Linked DNA regions of Gossypium arboreum: region 1 is linked to region 2. A link is a contact called in public Hi-C data. All regions are on one chromosome and are shown on one strand. The core of a region is the stretch at or near the end of the contact, and the rest is flanking DNA. Distances in the headings are between cores, read along the strand shown.

Evidence for each region. Hi-C and Micro-C count contacts between places; a contact is called where the count stands out from the background.
Region 1: a contact with region 2 is called in a Hi-C map of leaf, with 2.1 times the contacts expected there. The contact joins the promoter of LOC108459813 here to the enhancer-like site in region 2. A contact is called at or near these places in 2 of 5 Hi-C or Micro-C datasets (both in leaf).

Annotation. Positions count from the first base shown.
Region 1 is chr4:115,889,366-115,894,497 of ASM2569848v2, reverse strand. It overlaps LOC108459813 (BTB/POZ domain-containing protein At3g22104-like), which reads left to right and starts at 2,379. Exons shown (of 3, transcript XM_017759212.2): 1 at 2,379-2,625; 2 at 2,715-3,643; 3 at 3,729-4,486. The coding sequence starts at 2,547. The coding sequence ends at 4,130.
Region 2 is chr4:115,700,438-115,705,640 of ASM2569848v2, reverse strand. No RefSeq gene overlaps it. Among protein-coding and RNA genes, the nearest start is that of LOC108459044, 34 kb to the left of the region's middle. Within about 2 kb of position 2,245, at least 2 of the 2 cell types and tissues checked have an H3K27ac peak or open chromatin away from gene starts, as enhancers often do. A contact at or near this core is called in leaf, where this site is marked.

The DNA.
Region 1 (5,132 bases), core at 1,130-3,629, 190 kb before region 2:
TAGCCTATTATGGTCCACATGGTTGGACACACGGGCGTGTGTCTAGGCCGTGTGTGACACACGGTTCCCTCCCACGGGTGTGTGCTATGGTCGTGTGTCCCCTACACTTAAAATTTTAAGTTAGTATAGGACATGGGTAGGTCACACGGGCGTGTGCCATAGCCGTGTCCCAAAGTCAGTATTGAACACGGACAAGCAGCATGGGCGTGTGCCATGGCCGTGTTTAAAAGTCAGTGTTTCCCACGGGCTAAGGGCATGGACGTGCCCCAAGTCATACAAGCGTGTGAGTCCACACGGTCCACCTACATGAGCGTGTGACAATCCAAAGCTAGAAATTTATTAAGTTGTCCAAAGTTTACCAAATGTTTTCGATTTTGTCCCGAACTGCCTTAATGTAGGTTATAGGCCTCAATGGCCTGTATAATGGACGATATGTGTATGTTCTAGAAGTTTTAATTTTGGGCGAAATTTGGTGACCCGATTTTGTATGTTTATGAATGTTTAAAGTCTGGTAATGCCTCGAGCCCTGTCCCGGTATTGGATACTGGTGAGGGGTGTTACACAAATAGCAGAAAACCTTATGTATCATGAGAGGACTAAGGACATAGAAATTGACTATCATTTTATAAGAGAAAAGATACAAGAATGGCTTATAGCTACTGAACATGTGTCAACAGCAGATCAACTGGCAGATATTATGACGAAAGCTTTGAGGTCACAACAGCATTGTCATCTGACTTCCAAGTTGGGGTTAAAAAATATTTTTACACCTCCAACTTGAGGGGGAGTGTAGAAAGAGTTATAGGCTGTTGAAGCAGTTAGAAAAGTTAGGTTTTCTGTTATGAATTAATTGAGCCGGAGTTGTGTAAATATTTAATAGTTGTAACCTTATGATTTACGAGAATACAGATACATTCTTTATACTTTTGAAAAATTTGAATTATAATTTTTAAGAGAGCTAAAATATAATTTTATCTTTATATTAACATAAAATCTTACAATTTCTCAAAGGTTTAAATTATAACCTTTTCATACTTAGAGGGTCAAGATTGAATTTTTATATTTAGTATGTCAAAATACAATTTTATTATTAGATTAACTTAAAGTTTAACCAATTTTAGAAGAACTAAATGAATAATTTTCTATTTTGAGAAAGAAAGCCCATTCCTATTCCCCTAACTCACCACTTTGAGTAATTCTAATTCTAATTATATTTTCTATAATTACAATTGTACCTAACGTCTTAATGCCCGTGATAAATGATAAATTAAAAAATCAAATAAAATATTCCAAAAATCTTACCACACATTTAAAATACAATTATATATTTAAAAATAAGATGCAATAAAGTCTAAAACTAATTAATCATAGTAACATAAAGAATATGTACGATATTAAAATAAAAAACTCAAATATCTTCAAATAATATAATTTACTTTAATTATGGAAGGATATTTCCATAATTTCTTAATCGAGTTGGTATTGACATCAATTCAATCGAAGTTTTATTAATAGTATAGATATAAAACTAAAGGAGGTAATAAAATATGGACAATAAAAATAAAATGTAGGGAAATATTAAAATAAAGTTTTAGTTAAGTGGTAAATTAAATATTTTATTAATATATTTGATGTGGGGTTTAATTCTTCTTATTTATGCATATTTTTATTGATTATTTAGAAAGTGAAAAGATTAATATACCTTCTAATAATATTATGAAAGACATCCTCGTAATTTTTAATTGAATTAGTGCCTAATTATCTTGTAACTTTCACTCCAATGTTTAAATAGTGGCATTGATTAAAAATATAAATTAACTTGGATTTTAAGGATATCTTTGTCAACCCCATGCACGGGTCTAGATACTGGCAGCGAGAAACAGGGAACAAGAGACAAGTAAAGCCAGCAAATCAAAAAAATCATTATATTACTGTAGCTTTGAACGTCTCGTTCGGTCTGACCTCTTACACCATTTTTTTAGTACATTTCTAAATTCTCTTGATCACGCCTCTAAGTATATTCTAATAAAATATAGGATATTGCACAATATTTCTTATCACAAAAGTCAAAACGATACTTGTGATTATCATAATTGGAGGAAAAACAAAATGTTTGATTCGCCATTTTCCTGATTTGATTCAATTATTTATAATGCTTGATTGCTTGAACTAAAATTGGGAATAAATGTTTGGGGTGATTGTGATTCATAATCTATCATATTTATATTCTTTTGATTCTTGCCTTTTCAGAAATGTGGAATCTATAGATACTATCTTCTTCTGTACCATTATCATTTAATTTCCCATCTACATGTGGGTCATATAAGTAGATATTCCCTTTTTTTCCCGTTCTCTCTTTGTTCAAGACTTTTGCCCATTTTTTTTCCTTATTTATTGGTGTAGTTTTGGGTGATTCTGGGAAAGGACTAAGGGTTGCTTTCATAGCACTAGACATGGATTACTGTTACAATTGACATCTTCATTTCTGGTCCTCCTTTTTACTCTTTTCTTGGTTCATTCTTGTTTTTGGATTATTTGAATTCGGGATGGAGGATCCTATTCCATTGCTGATACCCCGGTATATGCCGACAAGGATGCTTGAGGACAAACCAAGAGTCTGGTTAGGTAGCATCAAATGGAATCCTAATTTTTATCATTGCTAGACTTTTTATGTTTTCTTTAATAATTTGTCCATTGTTGTTGTATTGCCATAGTTTCTGCTGTTGAATCCATGGAGATGAACATTTCTGTCTCAGGGGCAGGGAACTGTAATCTATTACAAAAAACCAAGGACTCCATTGATGAGCTCAGTTTTTGGACATGGTCTGATCTTTTGGTTGCTTTGAAGCATTACCAAGATTCACCGCGGACTGCTACCTCTTCTGGTATACTTGAGAAATGCTTGGATTCACTTGTTGGGAGGCTTGCCATGGCTAGTGAAGTAACCCCTTGTGCATCTACTTCTTCTCCAGATAGCTCAGGGCTTCGGATTTCGTTCAATACTAGGAGTACCCAGAGCTCGAAAAACGGCCTATTTCGAGCAACTTGGTGGTTCGAAGACCTTTCGGCATTGAATCCCAATTTGATTGAAATGCTGGTGAAATCTATGGTGTCTCGGGGGTACAATCATGTTATCGTCAGTGGTTTCCTCTTTTATTACCAGAAGTCGAAGTTTTATACGGCCTCATCGGATGAGAAACGTGAAGTTCTAGAAATTGTGATCGATATGCTTTACACTCTTGATCCGAGTTCTATTTCGTGCAAGAGTTTGTTTGGCGTTCTTCGTCCGGTGCTGCGTTCCAACATAAGCAAAAGTTGCAGGAACAAGTTGGAGAGTATGATAGGTTCTCAACTAGATCAAGCAACAATAGACAATCTCCTAATTCCATCATATGGGAGAAGTTATCTGTATGATGTAAACCTTGTTCTTAGGTTCCTCAAGGCATTTTTACGTGATGGAGGCTCGGAATTATCTCCGATACGAATGAAAAAGGTAGCTAGCTTGATAGATCTCTATATAACAGAAGTAGCTCCGGATCGTTGCCTAAAATCATCCAAGTTTTCAGCTTTGGTAATGGTCCTGCCGGATTCTTCCAGGGACTCATGGGATGAATTGTACCATGCCATGGACATTTATTTGGAGGTAGACTTTGATATCATTTATAAAAGGTTCCTTATATATGTTCTCTTTTTTTTTTGTTCATTTGGATTAAATATGCTTTCAGTAGGTTCATACAGGGTTGTCTGAAGTAGAAAAAATGGAGATATGTGGTGGATTGAACTATAAGAAGCTCTCTAGTGAGGCCTGCATGCACCTTTCTCAAAACACAAAATTCCCATCAACAAGCGCAGTGCAAGCTCTTATTTCACAGCAATGGAAGCTTAAGAACTTGCTTGAGGGCATGCACAATGCCAAGCATTATACGGATTTCACCGCAAAGGAAGATAGGGGCAGGGAACAAGTTGTAGTTTACAATGAAAAGCTCAGAGCACAATTACAAGGGATGCAATGGAGGGTGATGGAATTGGAGAAAGTGTGTAAGAAAATGCAGACCCAAATGGCCAAAATCATGAAAGCCAAAGTATTAACCCATAGTAATGCAAGACCCCTGCCTAGACTCTGTTCATGAAAGCGAAATTTTTGCATATACCACTTTGTGTCTTTTAATTATTTCACTTGTGTATGTATAGCATTGAGGTGTGTGTGATAAGAGTTTTCCTTTATTTTTTCTCCAAGGTTGAGTCGTTTTCAACAGTCGGTCTCAGTCTGAGGCAAATGGGTGCGCGGCAGTTGGCAGTATATATTCTTTAGCCAACACCCAATAATGGATTAGTTCATAGTTGCTTTGGTGGGGTTACCTATTTGATGTTACAACTCAAATATACTTCAGTAAATCCTCTCAAATTTTGAATTTATAGATGCTTCTATGTTTATGTAACCATTCTTGGCAATTTGAAGATAAAAGATAAGGTCATTTGAAACTTGATTTTTCTGCATCATGTAATTTATATTTATTACATGACATTTTTCCTTGTGTTTTATGATTTTGAATGATTAATTATTTATTTCTGAGTTATATTTAGATTTTTAATGGAATAGGTGAATGAATTAGACCAAAAGGAATTTGAAGATGAATTTTGATAATATTTTGTGATTTGGACCTGTTTAAAGATTTCAATTTGACCCACTTTACTGTTATTGATCATAGGTTAGCCTAATAAACTTTGACTTGAGTCTATATTAGACTTGTCTATGGGTCGAGTCACTTGAAAGTTTAAGTCTGCTCGAAATGTAAAATGATTTGGGCAAAATTATAGGTTTGAAAAATAGGCATAGACAAAAAAAATAAGACCTGTTTTCTAAAAAATCCGAGCCTTGGGTAAGCTTTTTTTTGCCCGGCCCTGAGCCCAACCCGAATTTGCAAAAAAAAAAAAATACTGCTACTATTTTTTACTTTTTTTTCATTGTTTTGCTATAATTTCACTATTATATTGTTATTATTGTTTGTATATTATATAACTCTTATTTTATTATTAATTTTGCTATTATTTTAGAAGTATTTGCTTGTTAAATTGCACTTATCATAGTGTTATTTAAGTATATATATATATTTTAAAAAAATTCATTTGTT
Region 2 (5,203 bases), core at 996-3,495:
TTAATTAAGTCAAATAGTTAATATAATTAACTTTTCAATTAAATGTTACGTGATTATATATAATTTGAAAGTGGATTTTAAATTTAAAAACTAGAAAAATTAAATTCTTAAAAATAAAAGAGGAAACTAAATTTCAAATGTACAAAGTGTATAGAGAGTTAAGAGTCATGTTTGTTTGAACTGAACTAAACTGACATATTGAACCAGTTAGACCAAGAACCAATCGGTGTATCGGTCTGGAGAGAGGCATTAAACCGGTTGACCCGAGAACTAAAATAAACTGGTTGAATTGATTTTTTAATATTATTTATTTTTATGATTTTAATGGTTTGTTTAATCGAATTGTGTGAACCAATAGCCTGACCGATTCGGCTATCTATACAATTCTGAAAACCTTGCTTAGAGTATATTTTAAATTTTAAATTCTAAATTTTTACTCTATAATTTGACACGAACAAATAATCAACCCAATGCGAAGCATGGGTGAGTCATACTAGTTTATATTATTAGAAAGTTCTGGCTTAATTTAATTAGCTCAATAAGACTTAGGTGTTGTTTGATAAAGTGAAAAATTAAGTGTTGAAAATTGAAGTATGAAAAATTAAGTATTGAAAAACTAAGGGTGTGTTTATAAACTATTAAAAATTTTCATTTCATTGAAGATGAAAATTTTCAAGATTTAATATTTTAAATATGTTTGATAATCATTTTAAATTTTTATTTAATATAAATGTTTCAACAAAAAGTATTGAATAAGATATATTGATAGGTAGCTACTTCTTACTTAATGTGAAAAATATTAAATCAATTTTACAGTCAACCCTCTATATAACAACTCCATTTGTCTACCAAGATTTTGCCTATAACCTCCCTAACTTGGCCTAGATGTTAAACCCGAATTTGAGAGATTACATCGGCCACCTAGATGGCTAGTACAACAAAAGTTTATAAAACAATCAATTTAAAATATTTATTTATTTATTTTAGAAGGAATTTTTTTTCCATTTTTATAAACAATGGCAAGTTTTTAAAAAAAAAGGGTTAAGTTTAACATTTTCTTTTTTACGGTGTTTACCTTTGAAAACTTACTTAATTTTCTAAATTATGTACTTAACATAACACATTTACAACTTCACTGCGGAAAAGTGATATTAACGTGATTTTCAAAGGAAACCATGTTCCATACATAATTAAATAAATATTAATATTCTAATAATTTAAATGATTTAAATGTCATGCATGCCTCAAATAAAACCTGAATACTAAATCTTATGCCACAATTCGAATAAAGCGATACAATTTCAAAATAAAATAGTACAGTCTTTAGGTAATAATAAAATATTAAAAAGTAACTTAAAAATATTTTAATAAATAAAATCGAGCCTAGACCTTCCAAATGTTGCGTATACATCCTAATCTGGTGGGTTATCTGTAAAGATGGAAAAATAAAAAAGGAAATGAGCTATGAAAATCAATATGAGTTTCACCACAAGAAAATTGGTGCAAATAGTAGACAAAGCATACAAAATATCAGTTCATAGAATAAATCACAATAAATTAAAAATATAGAATATTAGAAAATCCAATCATTTTCATCAACATAATATCTCAATGTTCAAACGATAAACACAATTTGAATAGCAACTCGAAATTTCGATATTTTAAATTAACTCATTATCATAATATCTCGACATTTTCAGCAATACAAATGCTTATAAATGCAATGCAATTTCAATTTATCAGAAAAAGTTCCTACCCTATTGTTGAAAAATCGGATTTGAAAAATGCAACAAAAAATAAATTTAGGGGAAAATTTAGAGTTTTAAATTTTTTTTTCAAAATAAGAATTTTTTTTTGAAATAATATCAGACTGGGCTTTTATTAATTATATAAAACTAACCCAAAGACAAAAGTTCAGCCCAAGGCAAAACAGTCCGACCCTAAGCCTTTAAGAGTAAAACTAAACACCCCAACAACCAAGTCAAAATTAATTAAAGAAAACTCAGCCCAATCAAAACTGTTAACTGACACCCATTCCCATCAATGCATATCACGTTTCAAGTTTGTCAGTTTCAGTTCCCAAAGAACGCATTTCCTTATCTTCACTTCACCATTTTTAACGTTCTTCTCTCTAAGGACCTTTTCTGCGCAAGCTTCAACTCAATCGAGTTCTCTTAGCCATTCATCCCCCATTTTTCGCGCAGCAAAACTAGGGAGAGCCATTTCCACCCCCGTTTGCACTGCCCATGAGAACGCAAGGGCCTTTGCTGCAGACACAAACCCGATATCATCATGCAAAATCGATCTTGATACCAGAACCTCTCCCGCAGCATTCCTTGCATGCACTCTCTTGTTTCTATCAGTCCAAAGAGCCCATAAAGCACGACAGAATAGCCTTGGTTGGAACGTTGAGCTTTCTTTGGCAACCCAGGCAAGCCACTCAATACTGTCCAAATCTTGCCTTTGTCAAAACCCATGTGAAATTTAATATTGTCCACACTTTCACTATTATAGGGCACTCTCGAAATGTATGGTCCAGAGTCTCATCTGCCCCTCTACACCTGGTGGCCACTAATCCCTTGTAACACATTTGATAGAGTAGGAATGAAATTAGAAGAGATCCTCCAGATTGTAATTTTGATTTTAGTCGGGAGTTTTAGGTTGTACAATTTCTTGTAAAATTCTCTAAAATTGGTTTGTAAATAATTAACATTAGGATTTGAAAAACCTACTATGTAATAGTTTTTTCCCCTAATGGCTCACCTCTCCTCTCCAACATGTCATTGTGTCTTGCCTTCGCCAAAGGGATTCACTGTATCCTGGTCGCATCTGCTTCCGAGAAGGTATTGGCAATAACCTCTATTTTCCATTCTCTGCTATTGTTATCAATCAACTCCGCAATCATAGATATATTGTTATTATTGATACTACTACTTAGTTTGTAATTGACTGCCGTGGGTATCCATGCATCCTAAGCTATTAAAATCTTATTCGTACCAACGTTCCAACACATCCCCTCCTGTAACAATCCACTCGTTGCCCAAATGCTTTTCCAAGTGTAGGATGACAGATTCCCTAGTCTTTGCGCTTAAAAAATCAAAATTTGAAAAGTATTTAGCTTGTAATGGCCAATTTAGTCCGGGCTCGAAACCTAAATACTAAAAAATAATAAATAAAATTAAAATAAAAATAATAAATAATAAAAAACGGTCCAAGTCTATTATAATTACAAGTCTAAATCAGAAAACTTTAATAACCCAAATGACCCAAAATTTAAACAATATTTAGGGAAAAAAACAAGAAAAAGAAACCCTAGCTAGTGCTGTGCACCCTAACTCTAGTCGCCGCTGCTCCTAGCTTATCACCACCAACTGCATGTCACCATCAACCACTACCTATAAGAAACAGTTAAGAATAGTGGCTAAACAATAGCAAAAAATAATAGTAAAATATAGTATGTAAATTGCCTATAAAAATCACAACCAATGTAATTTTTTACGCACGAAGAATAAATATACACATAAAGAAAAAAATATACACATATTGAATACAAAATATTGAGCAAAAAGGTAATTTATTTTTGTTTCATTTTGGAAAGTAAAAAAAAAAACATATAAAAAGGGATTTTTCACTTGTCGATCCACCTTCTGCTGCCATCGAGGATTACTGCTGACGCCTCGAATGTCTTAAAACTCATTAGGGTTCTGTGAAGGTCCAATGAAAACGGCGAGACCAAAAGTTTTTTTTTCCTTTGCATTTTCTTCTCTCTCTCTTTTTTTTTTTAATTTCAAAAGATATATGGCTTAGATTTGGGTTATAGGTTTTTTTTTAAAAGATTGAAAAAAGGCAAAAAAAAAAAATCGACAACCAGGAATAGCGAAGTTGTTGTTGGCAACTGATGGCAGTCGCGGTAGACATTCGTCGACATAGGCCGGATTCAAGAAAATTGAGAGAAAAAAAAAAAGGGTTTTTAAGGTTTTTTTTTTTAAAAAATAGATGCAAAAAAGAGTTTTTAAACTTTTTTTTTTTACTTTTATAGTCCATTAAAACGGCGTCGTTTTAGGCTTATTGCTCAGACGCCAAAACGGCGTAGTTTTTAGCTGACCCAACTTGACCCATCAAGATTTGCGTGTTTTTTAAAGGGGGCCTAATTGCGCCTTCTGGCCTTTCACTTTTTAATTATTTTTCAATCCAGTCATTTTTTGTTTTTTAATTTATACCCTATGATTTTAATTTTGTTTCGATTCGGTCCCTTAAGGAATGACGCGTTTTGGGATAGAGAATAATTTCCCAGTTAGTCCCTCTTCCTTTACGCGTATTTAATTTTAGTCCTTATTCGGTTTTATTATTTAATTTATTATGCTTTATACCTTTAATTCCGTTTAAATTTTAATTCAATTAATTTCATCTTTTATATTTGTTTTATCGATTTATTTATTCGTTTATTATTCTTTTACTTTTTAAACACTTAAATTTAATATTATTTATATTTGTTTTATCGATTTATTTATTTGTTTAATATTCTTTTACTTCTTAAATACTTAAATTTAATATTACGTATATCAATTTTATCTATCTATTTATTTATTTATTATTCTTTTACTTTTTAAATATTTAAATTTGATATTACTTATACTTTCTTTTCATTAAGCACCTTTCGTTTTTTTTTAAGTTTATTTGTTTTGTTGTTAATGCCATGAATTTGTATTCTTATTATTGCTATATTTACATTATTATTATAGTAGTTATCCATTTATTTGATATTTATCATTCTAATATAAATATTCTACCCACATGACAATCTTATATTATTTATTTGTCACTATATCATACATTAAGTTTAAGCATTTATCCATGTGTATATTATCCTCGAATAGGTAACATGCATATCGTTTTAAGTGTTACGTTCGTTTCTCGCACGATGCATAAAAAAAGAAAATTATAAAATTAAGGCAATATTCTGTATTTAGAGATTCGAAAAGTCGTATCCTAACTTACGAGGTTCGGCTTTCTCTTTAAACCTAGATAACCGGACATTCCTTTTGAAATTAAAACACATGAGATTTAAATAGTAATTAAAATAAAGAGCAAGCTTATTCTCGAAGAGTTGAGATGTATCCTAATTTACAAGATATGACCTTTTTATTATCTCAAGATAAGAGGGCCTTTTACTTACGTTTTGATTTATTCAAGTGAGTTTAAT